Regions from separate parts of the Capra hircus genome. Here region 1 is linked to region 2. A link is a contact called in public Hi-C data. All regions are on one chromosome and are shown on one strand. The core of a region is the stretch at or near the end of the contact, and the rest is flanking DNA. Distances in the headings are between cores, read along the strand shown.

Region 1 (5,072 bases), core at 1,163-3,662, 730 kb after region 2:
GGCTTGAAGGCCACGTCACCTCTGACCTGTCTCCCTGCTTTGAGCTCTATGTCCATCCAGTTTTTACACAATCATTTTTCCTTTCCATGCTCATGCCACTGGCTGGCAGCAGCCCTCACCCCTCCTGCCTGCCACAGCCTCCCCACTGGGATCTCAGAATCCATGCTTTCTCACAACCCCAAACCCTGCCTGGCATCAGCTCTAGTCTCACCCCTAAACTCAGCACTCAGACCTCCCCTTGTTGATGGGATCAAGTCCAAAAGTCTCAGCCAGGCTGTAGCTGTCTCCTGTTTCATTCCTGCCTTATCTCCTTCCATCCCCTGAAAAACTAACTTGCCATTGCCTTGTGATGGTGAAAGCCTGCTGTTCTCTGTATCATCAGTGTCCTCTCCCACCTCTGCTTACCAAAATCTCATTCAGCCTGCAGGTCCTAGGAACCCCAGTGCTACTTCTTCCAGGAAGTCTCTGCTGCTTACTCAAGCCAGACATCCCTCGTTCCCTTGTCAGAGCTCCTCCCTACTACAACCTCAGCCCAAGCCACCACTGCCACATGTCCTTGCTTGTCACAGTGCCCAGAGACTAACGGACATATTCTTTCAGGCTTAAGGCCACATTTCATTGTTTATCTCTCACAACACAAAGCATTTTATCTTCCACATCCAAGGTGCTCAATAATTATCTTTTGATTGAATGAAAGGGAAAACAAACAATAAAAACACTCAATTTTTAAAGTCAGTGCCTTCTGAGACATTCAGCAGAATTCAATAGGCTGAGAACTGAATTCACCAATTCTGATTTCTTCTCTGGATGTTAATTTGAAAGTTCCCTGATACCTTGTGCCTCAGTTTCCCCATCTGCAACCACATGACAAAAACACTTCTTAACCTGCTTCAACCAGGCTATTTCTTTTCCCCTAAAGGGTGGCAATGCCATGCTTGTTTTGCTTTGTATTGTGTTTTCTTTTTAAGCAGGCTAAGTACACAGAGACCTGGAAGGTTCTGTTTGGAAGAGAAAGACCCTGGGCCCGTTGCCTGGAGTTCAATGCCAGCCCACAGAGGTTCTCTCACCAACCAGAAAGGAAACAGCTGTGGTGACAGATGTTGCTGGTGCTGATTCTTGCAGGGTTGTTTGCCTTCAGATTTCCCAGGCAGTCTCAGTTTTTTGCAGTCAGTCTCCTTTGACAGGTTTCCCCAGGTCTTCAAGGGTGTAAACAAGCCACCTCCTTGCCCCATGCATTGCATCTGTTTCCTCTCTCTACTCAACAAGCACACAGATAAGGGACATCCACCCACCATGCGTACTCCCCATGCCCAGGAGACTTCATTTTGAACATGAACAGTGGCCTGGGGAGAGAAACCTTTTCATTTCTCCTTAGGTTGCTTTGTGTTTTGGTAGGTGTGTGGGTTGGGGGAGTGGGGGGTGGGGCGCGGTGCAGGGAGGTTGGTGTAGGAGGTAGGGATGTCCGGCTAAACCTTATCTAAGGCCAGTATCTCCAAAGATATGCAAACTTCTGATCCCACCGGGGACTTCAACTGAATACCAAAAAGGGGGGTCTTTGTTCCCTCTAAACAGACTATTTACTTTGAGCTGGTAAAATGAATTAATGAAAGGAAATGACACCTTCGGCTTCTGGGGGAGGGGTGGTAAGTGAAATCGGGAGTGAAATCCCTCCCCTCAAATAAAAGGGAGGATGAGGATGAAGGGTGGCGGGGGAGGGTGGATCCCATAGGGTTCTCTAAGACAGACTCGGCTAGAACACAGGTTCCTCTTTTCTGGGATTAAAAAATCGCCTCATAATACTGTAAGGCCCATGTATATGCAAGCAGTTGGGAGTTATTACGGACCTAAAATAGGAAACCATTCGCTTGATCTTTTGCTTCAATCCTATTAAGGGCCCCCTGGAGCTCGAGAGAGATACCAGCCTGTCATGTCCCTGTTGCTGTGACGACCCCGTCTTTATAGAACAAGAAAGAGAAATGGTAGTGATTGGCAGACCTTGCTTGCCCCCGTATGTAACACAAAGGGCGACAAAACGAAGAGGAAGTGAGGCCCTTCTCCGAGGTCCGACACTTCTTAACCCTACACCACCTTCCACCTGGCCCCAAGGCGCCCCCGCTCGCCTCCTCCAAAGGGAAGGGGGGCCGGGGGGCCGGGGGAGGGGGGGTCCCAGCAGCCTAATGTTAAGTGCTAATGTCCAAAGATCACAAGTTACTTTTTTGTGTAATCCCGAGTAATACCATAAGGTAAATATATATGTATGTATGTATGTATGTATGTATGTATGTATATATAAAGCCTATCATCTATCAACTTCTTGAAGGGAGGAAAGGAGCGGTCCAGGCGTTTCCAGCCCCGGGCCGGGCCGGCGACATTGTCAGCCGGGCACTGTTTGCCCGACATAGGAGGTGGGGGCTCTCTCGGGGGCTGGAGGCGGCCAGGGCCTGATAAATCCCACCATATGGTGCCAGACTCCGGCTCCCCGACCATAAATCACGACCTCCCTCCTCGGGATTTCTGGCCGGGCTCCTCCGATTCCCGAGAAAGTGCCGGAAAAGTGCAAAAGGCTGTTAAGCGCCAGGTTTCTCCGCGGTCTGGGGCAGGAGGGGGCGGGCGCCCGGACCGTGTCCTCGAGACCCGCGGGGACAAAGGCCCTAGTCCGCCGCCCGGTCCCATCGAGGCCCGAGGTGGCCCAAGGAAGCCAGCTGACCCCAGAAGCGGAGGCTTCGGGGTCCGGCCTGCCCCTTCCTAGGAGCGCGGGCCAGGGCCCGAAGCGGCCCAGCCGCGGCCGGCCGGTGCGCCCCTGGAGCCCGCGCGCAGGCCCCGCTCTCACGTCCGCCAGCAAGGTCGCCGCGCTCGGCTCCGCGACCCGCCCGGCTCGGCTCGGCCGCTCCCTGCAGCCCCAACTAGTTCGCAATCTCATCCCGGAAAACTCAACCCCAAACCGTCGCCGAGGCCCCGGGTTGCTCTGAAATGTACACGGATTAGAAGTCCAAGATGATTTCCGGCGGGGGGAGAGGGAACAGCTTTGTGCCCAGGGCTCGTCTTCCTGACTCTTTGATGCGGGGAGAAGAGGGAGAAAAGGAAAAAAGAAAAGAAGAAAAAAGTTTCTTTTGGGGGAAGCAGTGCAATAGGAAATGAAGATCCGCTCTGTAGTTTAGCTGAAAGGAAACGCTGTCTAATCCTGACACGTATCGCATTTAAAATAAAACTCTTTTATCTTCTGGCGTGCCGAGCCCCCCAAACATTGTTCGGACTCCTAGAGGGGGAAAGACGTCATAAAATGAGAATTTGTTTCATTGTGGGTCTCTCTGCCAACAGGAGGCTTTTAAAGGCACGCCAAACAAAGCGGGTGCCAGGAGGGGGCCTTCCCAGGTGAGCCGGAGAAGGGCCAGCAGCTCCTCTCCGGTCCGGGCAAACGCCCGAGAAGAAGTTGGGGAATAAAACCGACTCTTCCTCCTCGTAACCCCCCAAGTTTCCTTTCCAAGACCCTGTCCCTCTCCCAAATAAATTACAAGCGACTGTCTTCCTACGCCAAGCGCCTTGGCTTCACAATAAGCCCCGCAGATTTTTAAGAAAAGATGTTGGGGTTTGGAAATGGGACTAGAGGGACGTGGGACTCGCCGCCGTCCTGGGTTCAGTGTTGTTGGTTCCTTTCCCGCCAGGCGTGATAAAGGAAAATATTTTAACTGCATCCTAGAAGCTTGTTTTTAATTCTGGTGTTTTTTTCTTTCTTTTTTTCTTCCAAGAAACAGATCAAGAAAAACTAATTACAAGGCACGGCACCGAAGTTAAATGAAAATGTAACCCGGCAATACGGAGAGCAAATTAATTTTTTAAAAGATAGATTTTAGTTAGGAAAAGAAAAATACATTGTTTTCCCTGGTAACATTTGTTAAAACTAGGCTCGATTTGGGGCTGAAAAATCAGTCCTAACCCAGAACTCTGAGGTCGTTCCCTGAGTGCGTTGTCTTTAGAAATTCTAATTTTAAAATGTGCAAGCTTTCTTTTGGGTCTTTGTTTTGGTTTGTATATGGAAAGGTTTGGGGGTTTTAAATTTTTGTTTGTTTTGTCTTGATTTGATTCAAAATACTCCCTCTCAGTTTAGAACGAGAAGGGAGGTCCTGGAACCTGGGAGGATATAGGAAAGTATTTTTTTTTTTTTGAAAGCACCCCAGTTGATATTTTATTGAAATAATTAATTAAAAAAAAAAAACCACAAACTTTCTCCCTTTTAGGTGGACGTCACATTTCTAAAAATGCTCTTGACTAGTGGGAAAGTAGGCATCGGCCAGACACATATCTAAGTTGGTCTAAAACAGGGCTTGCTCACAGCGGCTCCCTTCACGCCAAGTGAGAAAGGTTTTGTTATTTCTGTTGTTAATGATGGAGTTTTTGTTTTCATTTTTGTTTAACACTCTTTTGGGGTCTCTGCATTCTATATTATCTTCCAGAGGGAAGGTTCAATTTTCATTTCAAAAATGCACAAACTGCCACACAAAAAATGGAAGTCATAGTATATACTTCATGCTAAAGATACTTTTAAAAGTCTAAATGTCAAAATATGATAATAAATATTTTCAAATGGAATGAAATACATGTCTGAATAACTACTTCCTGGCTGTTTGTCAGAGTCTCCAACATATTTCCTTCATGCAGTGTTTGTCTGAAGCCATTACGAACTCCATCCTGTTAATTTTTTACATTGAGATATTAAAAATTATCTTTCTCAAATCTTCATCCCGTTTGCTTTGTTTTGGCTTGTCGCCTAGTTTGATCCACATCGAACTAAATTTGGCAGCAAATATGTTGATAAGTATTATATGAGTTATTTGGGTTTTTTAAGATGAAATTTTAAGTCTGTTAATTTATTTCTAAATATGAGACTCCCCCCCCCCCGCCCAACCCTGTTTTACTGTACTTGTACAGAGCAGGGCGCAAGTAAAAAAAAAAAGAAAAAAACCACGTCCTCTTTTACTGTATCGGCAGTGAATTTGCGCCACCTTCTGGTAGGTTAGAGAAAGACGAAAACACTGCGACTTCTATAAAAGAATTCTTTTACTCCCCCTGCTTCT
Region 2 (5,162 bases), core at 71-2,570:
AAAAAAAAAAAAGACCCATGTCAGTTCAAGATCACATTCATTCAGAATTGTTGACACCTTCAGTTTCTTGCCAAATCTCAACTGCACTGCAAATTTACAGAGTTGTGATTTCCAGACCTAAGACAGCCTTCAACAGGAAGACTTTTAGCATTTGACAAGTCCTAATTAGGTTTGTCAAAATTGAAAAGTAGTGCAGGCCAGCGGGCACTGTCTCTTGCTGGCCAGTGGGCCTCAGAGTTGGGCTATGAAAGGGGTGGCTTCTCCGCTCACTCCTCATCTGAGAGCCCTGCTGGGGTCTGGAGAAATCAAAGGTGCCCCCTCAGTGACAGACACCTTGCAGCAAAGCTTCTAGCTCTGCTCCTTGGGTTCAAGGACAAAGCTGTGGGAAAGGGAAACACGAGGGAGCAAAGGCTGAAAGACTAAAAGTCCTGGCGGTTAGCTGAGGGAGATAGCACTCTGGGGTCCAGCCCCCTCTTCTCAGCCCACCTGCACTTTTCTGAAGCAAGCTGAGAGCCCACCTCCTTTTCCTCTGCCTGGAAAGTTCTTTCACCAGGGCCTGGGTGAGTTGGAGCCAACCATCAGCACAACCCCTTCCACGTAGCACCAGCTGAAGGTTCTCAAGGACGGCAGAGTTTCTCACTGGCCTGCAGAGGACCTGGAGCCAAGGTCGAGGGGAGTGGACGCCCATCTCCTGTCAATTCTGATCCTAGGTCCCCTCCTTCCCTCTCCATCCTCAGCCTCATCCTGGTGAGTAAGAAGGGCTGCTGGAGCCTGGGAGGGGAGCCTGGGAGGGATGAGGGATGATGGCTAGGAAAGGCTGGGGAACCCGGGTTTTGCCACTGTCCTCCTCCACCGGCCCTGGGACATGCGAAAGTGGCGGTGGGACACTTGAGGCTCAGGTCTGGGAAGCCTGAGGACTCGTCCTCTCAGCGGGACTCAAGCTCTCTTCACGCCCCAGCTAGAGTCCCCACCTGCTGCGGGAAAGCAAGTCTGGGAAACACTGGGCGTTGGCGATCACTCTGGCAGCCAGCTGCCGAGACTAGACACTGAAAATGGAGGTGCGGGTTGGGCTGGTGGGGTCGGGAGTGGGGGTTCCCAGCAGCTTCGACCTGCCAGGACCAGCGTTTTTGCCCCCGCAGCCCGCTGCAGCCAACCAAGAATGAGTCCACGCGGGGCCCCTTCCGAGATCACTGAGCTCGGAAGCACGAAGAGCACCAATACCCTCAATGACTGGCTGCCCGACTGCGCTGCACCCGGAGGGACTGTCTGAGTGACAGAAACGGAAGGTCATCTCCCTGCAGAGGATTCCAGTCCCTTCGAGGACGAGCGATCTGCCTACCCGCGGAGAGAACTCAGAAGGCCGGGCCGACGTTCACCGGAAGGAGCTCCGCAGCCCACACGAGTCCCGCCTGGCTAGAGCGGCTGGGATCATCGAGGCCGCCTCCGTGCGGAGAAAATGATAACACCCCCGTCCTCCCTGGGCGCCCTGAACAGACTTTCCCCCGCTCCTCCCAGAGCTGGGGATCAATTCTGCTCTTCGTTTTCCGCTTGCTGTGAGCATCCCCTCGGGCTACGTTATGACTCTCCGAGCCTCGATTTCCTCCTTTGTAAGTTGGAGAAGCAGTGCCACACTTCTCAATAGGTTACTGTAAGCGTTAAATGAACTAACCCCGAAGAAGAGCTTAGAGCTGCTCCCAAAGCACACCGCTGCATGCTGGATACCCTTATTCAGCATCCTTACCTCCTCTTAAGGGGCCCTTCCATCTGTTTGTCTCTTTCCCCTTGCCCCCTTCCTTCCCTCTCCCCCCCATCTCGATCCCTCGCCCGCATTCTCCCCTTTCCTTGTTTCTCTCCTTATCTCTCTGTCTCTCCGGATGGCTTTGTAGACCCGCAACATCTGAATGAAATGTGCAAAATGAATCCGTTCTTTTTCTTCTGTCGGTCCCTCCACAGAGGCGAATCTGAGCTGTGTACTTTGGAGCCAGCGTTTTCCGCACCAGCGCCGCCGAAGTTCCCACGTCTCGATCAGCTCCTCGCAGCGCACTCTTGTCTGGCATCTTGTGATTCCTGAAATCTGGGTTTCTTGGCCCAGCTGGGAAAGACAAGGAGGTGGTGGGTTGAACACTGAGTCCCTGCTGCCCCTCGGTCCGGCTGGGCTACAGCGATCACGCGGCCACCGTGCTTAACCCACAGCTGCAGCCGCGGTGCCGCCGTGGTAGGCCCAGGCTTGGAGCTCGCATTTCCTGGGCCGACATAGCTTAACGGGATGGCCACCAACTCCGGGGCCTCAGCACCCAAGCCAGAGGGCACAAAGTTCCATGGGTCAGATCTGAGAGGCTGGGAAAGCGCCCGTGTCACAAGCAATGTGAGTTCCGCGCTGCCGAGAACCGGGACTGCGAACTTTTCGCCGGCCTCTGAGTGCAGCTCGAAAAATTCCGAGCCGCACAGACCGCCAGGACGTCAGGGCCAGGTCACCAAGTACACCAAGGGCTCGGTTCGGGTTCACAAGGACAAGTGACCAGACCCTTGATTTTTCCATCTGCAACTAAGAACTTTAACCACTGGCCCTGAATCTCAATGTGCGCGGGTTGTTTAGACGCTGAAATTCACCGCTTCCACTTCCGAGGAGCCGGCGGCCCAGAACGATTCTTGGATGCGCAAACTGGAAGACGAGAAACGTCCCTTCCATCCAGAATGAAAAGGGTCCCAGATTCAAAGTGGCAGCCCTTCTCGGTGTCCCATGGGGAGTTTCTATTCCCGGGGGAGGGGAAGCGTGGCCTCTGCCCAACCATCCTAACAGGCAACGGATCCAGCCTCGCGCTGCCCCTGGCCGTTGGGAAGCTGAAGAGGAGGTTAGCGGGCCCTGCCTGCTGCTCCGTCAGGTGCAGACCTTTCCGGAGCGCCCCAATTGGCACGTCTAATTTGGGCGCAGGCAGGCTGCCCCAAGCTTGAGTGCCGGCCCTTTCAAAAAGCACCCACAGCGGGCAACCTTCCCTTCCCTCCAGTTTCACAAACCTGAAATTCCAAGCAGAAGTCACGCTTTCTCAGGATAACCAGAGGAAAATACTGCCCCCCACCCCCTTCTTTCCGTTCTTTATTAATTTCATGGTGAGTTTTAGGGGAAGTGGCTTAAGGTCTGAGCGATCCTCCTTTGGTCTCAACGCCTGCCTTTTTTGCTCCATCTACCTAGGAGTCTCCAGTCAGGAGCTACTCCGACCCCACCCCAGGAGTTTCAGAGTGTCCATGGCTTCGCCGGTTGTTCTAGCCGGTCTAGCTTCTGTTCTTCCTTGACCTCTCTGACAGTGACTGCAATCCAGGGTCCTGGGTCTTCTCTCCTAAGGCTCCCACATGAACATCCATTATGTTCTCCCTGGCTCTGTGACACCCGTTCTCCCCAGCCATGTTCACACTGTAAACTGACTGAAGTTTTCCTGTTTCTTTTTTTAAAAAAGGTTTAAGTAAATGGGCATTTGGGATTCCTTGGTGGCTCACATGGTAAAGTGTCTGCCTGCAATGCAGGAGACCCGAGTTCGATCTCTGAGTCGGGAAGATTCCCTGGAGAAGGAAATGGCAACCCATTCCAGTATTCTTGCCTGGAAAATTCCATGGAAGGAGGAGCCTGGCAGGCTATGTCCATAGGTCTCAAAGAGTCAGACATGACTGACTTCATTTCAAACAGGCATTTATCAGGATTATTCGGGCCACCAAGAAGCATCCTGATCCCACGCAAATGAAATCCCCAGACAACTGAGAAAACAGTAATGTTAATTGAAGCAGCTACATATAAGAGATTAAGATATAAATGGCATATAAAAGTCCAGAATCTATTAAGAGCTGGAAATAGAAACACAGGACACACGTCTACATATACTTCTTAGATTCAATGTTAGATTCAAGGTCAGAGTCGAGAAGGGATCAATCTAATCCAATTTCCTCAGTTTATGAATAAGGAAACAGGCCCAGAGAAAGCCAGGAACCCTCTCAAGGTCGCATAGCAGAGGAGTCCAAAGAATCCAATTCTGACTCCCAACGCATTGCCCATCCTACTCCGACTCAGGTGCTTGCTGCTTTAGGAATCACAGAGCAAACAGCTTTAGCTCTCACGAGGCGAGGGGATTCCGTGAAGGATCCCCTTCCTGCAATCTTGTCTCTCCCCGGTCTGGCGCGGACTGTCCGGAAACGGTCTGAATCTCCCGGCCCTGGGAGTTCAGATCAAACCTCTCCCCTATAGCCTTCTCTACCCGAGCAACACAGGTGCAGTTCTCCTAGAGCACCGATAGGTGGCGCGTTCCTCACAGGAAAACCAGCCGGGAATCCTCCCCGGCTCCTAGGACCCCGCTCCCTGCCTTAAGAACCCGCCTAGGGTCCCTCTCGAAAGAAATAGGGTAGAAAGGGGTCCAGCAGAGGGGCTCAGGCTCGTGCCGGAGGTTTGAAAAGACCCTAGAAACCTTGATTCTAGTCCTTCGGCTCAGAGTGACCACACTCTTTTAAGAGGCTAAAGAGCTTCGAGCGCAGAGGGCAAGGCTCTGCTCACTGGCCCAGAGACAACACCGGGACTTACCAGGGTCACCCCTAGGGGGCGTTATCTCCCCTCAACAAGCGCGTCCACGAACCCACTCCTTCACACAAGCTGGGCTGCTGCCTTTCTCTACCACCATCCCCAGGCCCCATTCTTCCGCCTATTTTTTTTTTTCCCAAATATTGGGAATGGGATGGGGGGGGGGGAGTAAGGGAAGCCGAGAGCTTTTTTCAATTGCGACGATAATTGTCCTCGAGATAGATTTCTTAGTCTGCTCATCCATTATTGACTTCTCTTCTAATATTTGGTTTTGCCGCTTTGATCGCCAGAAGATCACAGACTTGACTCCTTTGCATAACAATTTTGGGGCGGGCGTACTCTGTGCGAGAGGGGAGGGACGTGCCTGGAATGGCTTTGGGGTCGGTATTCCATTCCTCCCCCGTACTTCATTCCTGGCATTGAGGCCAGCCTGCCTCTCACTGACTTCCCATCCCTAACAGCATCATTCATGCCTGGAAAGTTCTGAAGGCGAGTGGAGGTGGAGAGGAAGCAACGAACCCCCCACCCCTCGTCCCTCCCGGAAAGGCAGCAGGAACCCTAAGGCCCTCCAGTGGGACAGAAGAGAGGACGGACTGTGTCTCCC

The links. Hi-C and Micro-C count contacts between places; a contact is called where the count stands out from the background.
Region 1: a Hi-C map of liver shows a contact between it and region 2, with 4 times the contacts expected there. The contact joins two enhancer-like sites.

What each region holds. Positions count from the first base shown.
Region 1 is chr2:66,246,604-66,251,675 of ARS1.2, forward strand. No RefSeq gene overlaps it. Among named protein-coding and RNA genes, the nearest start is that of INSIG2, 140 kb to the right of the region's middle. Within about 2 kb of position 2,413, at least 2 of the 5 cell types and tissues checked have an H3K27ac peak or open chromatin away from gene starts, as enhancers often do.
Region 2 is chr2:65,520,026-65,525,187 of ARS1.2, forward strand. The region is part of intron 1 of LOC102181078 (a long non-coding RNA gene); the gene reads right to left. Among named protein-coding and RNA genes, the nearest start is that of EN1, 9.6 kb to the right of the region's middle. Within about 2 kb of position 1,321, at least 1 of the 5 cell types and tissues checked has an H3K27ac peak or open chromatin away from gene starts, as enhancers often do.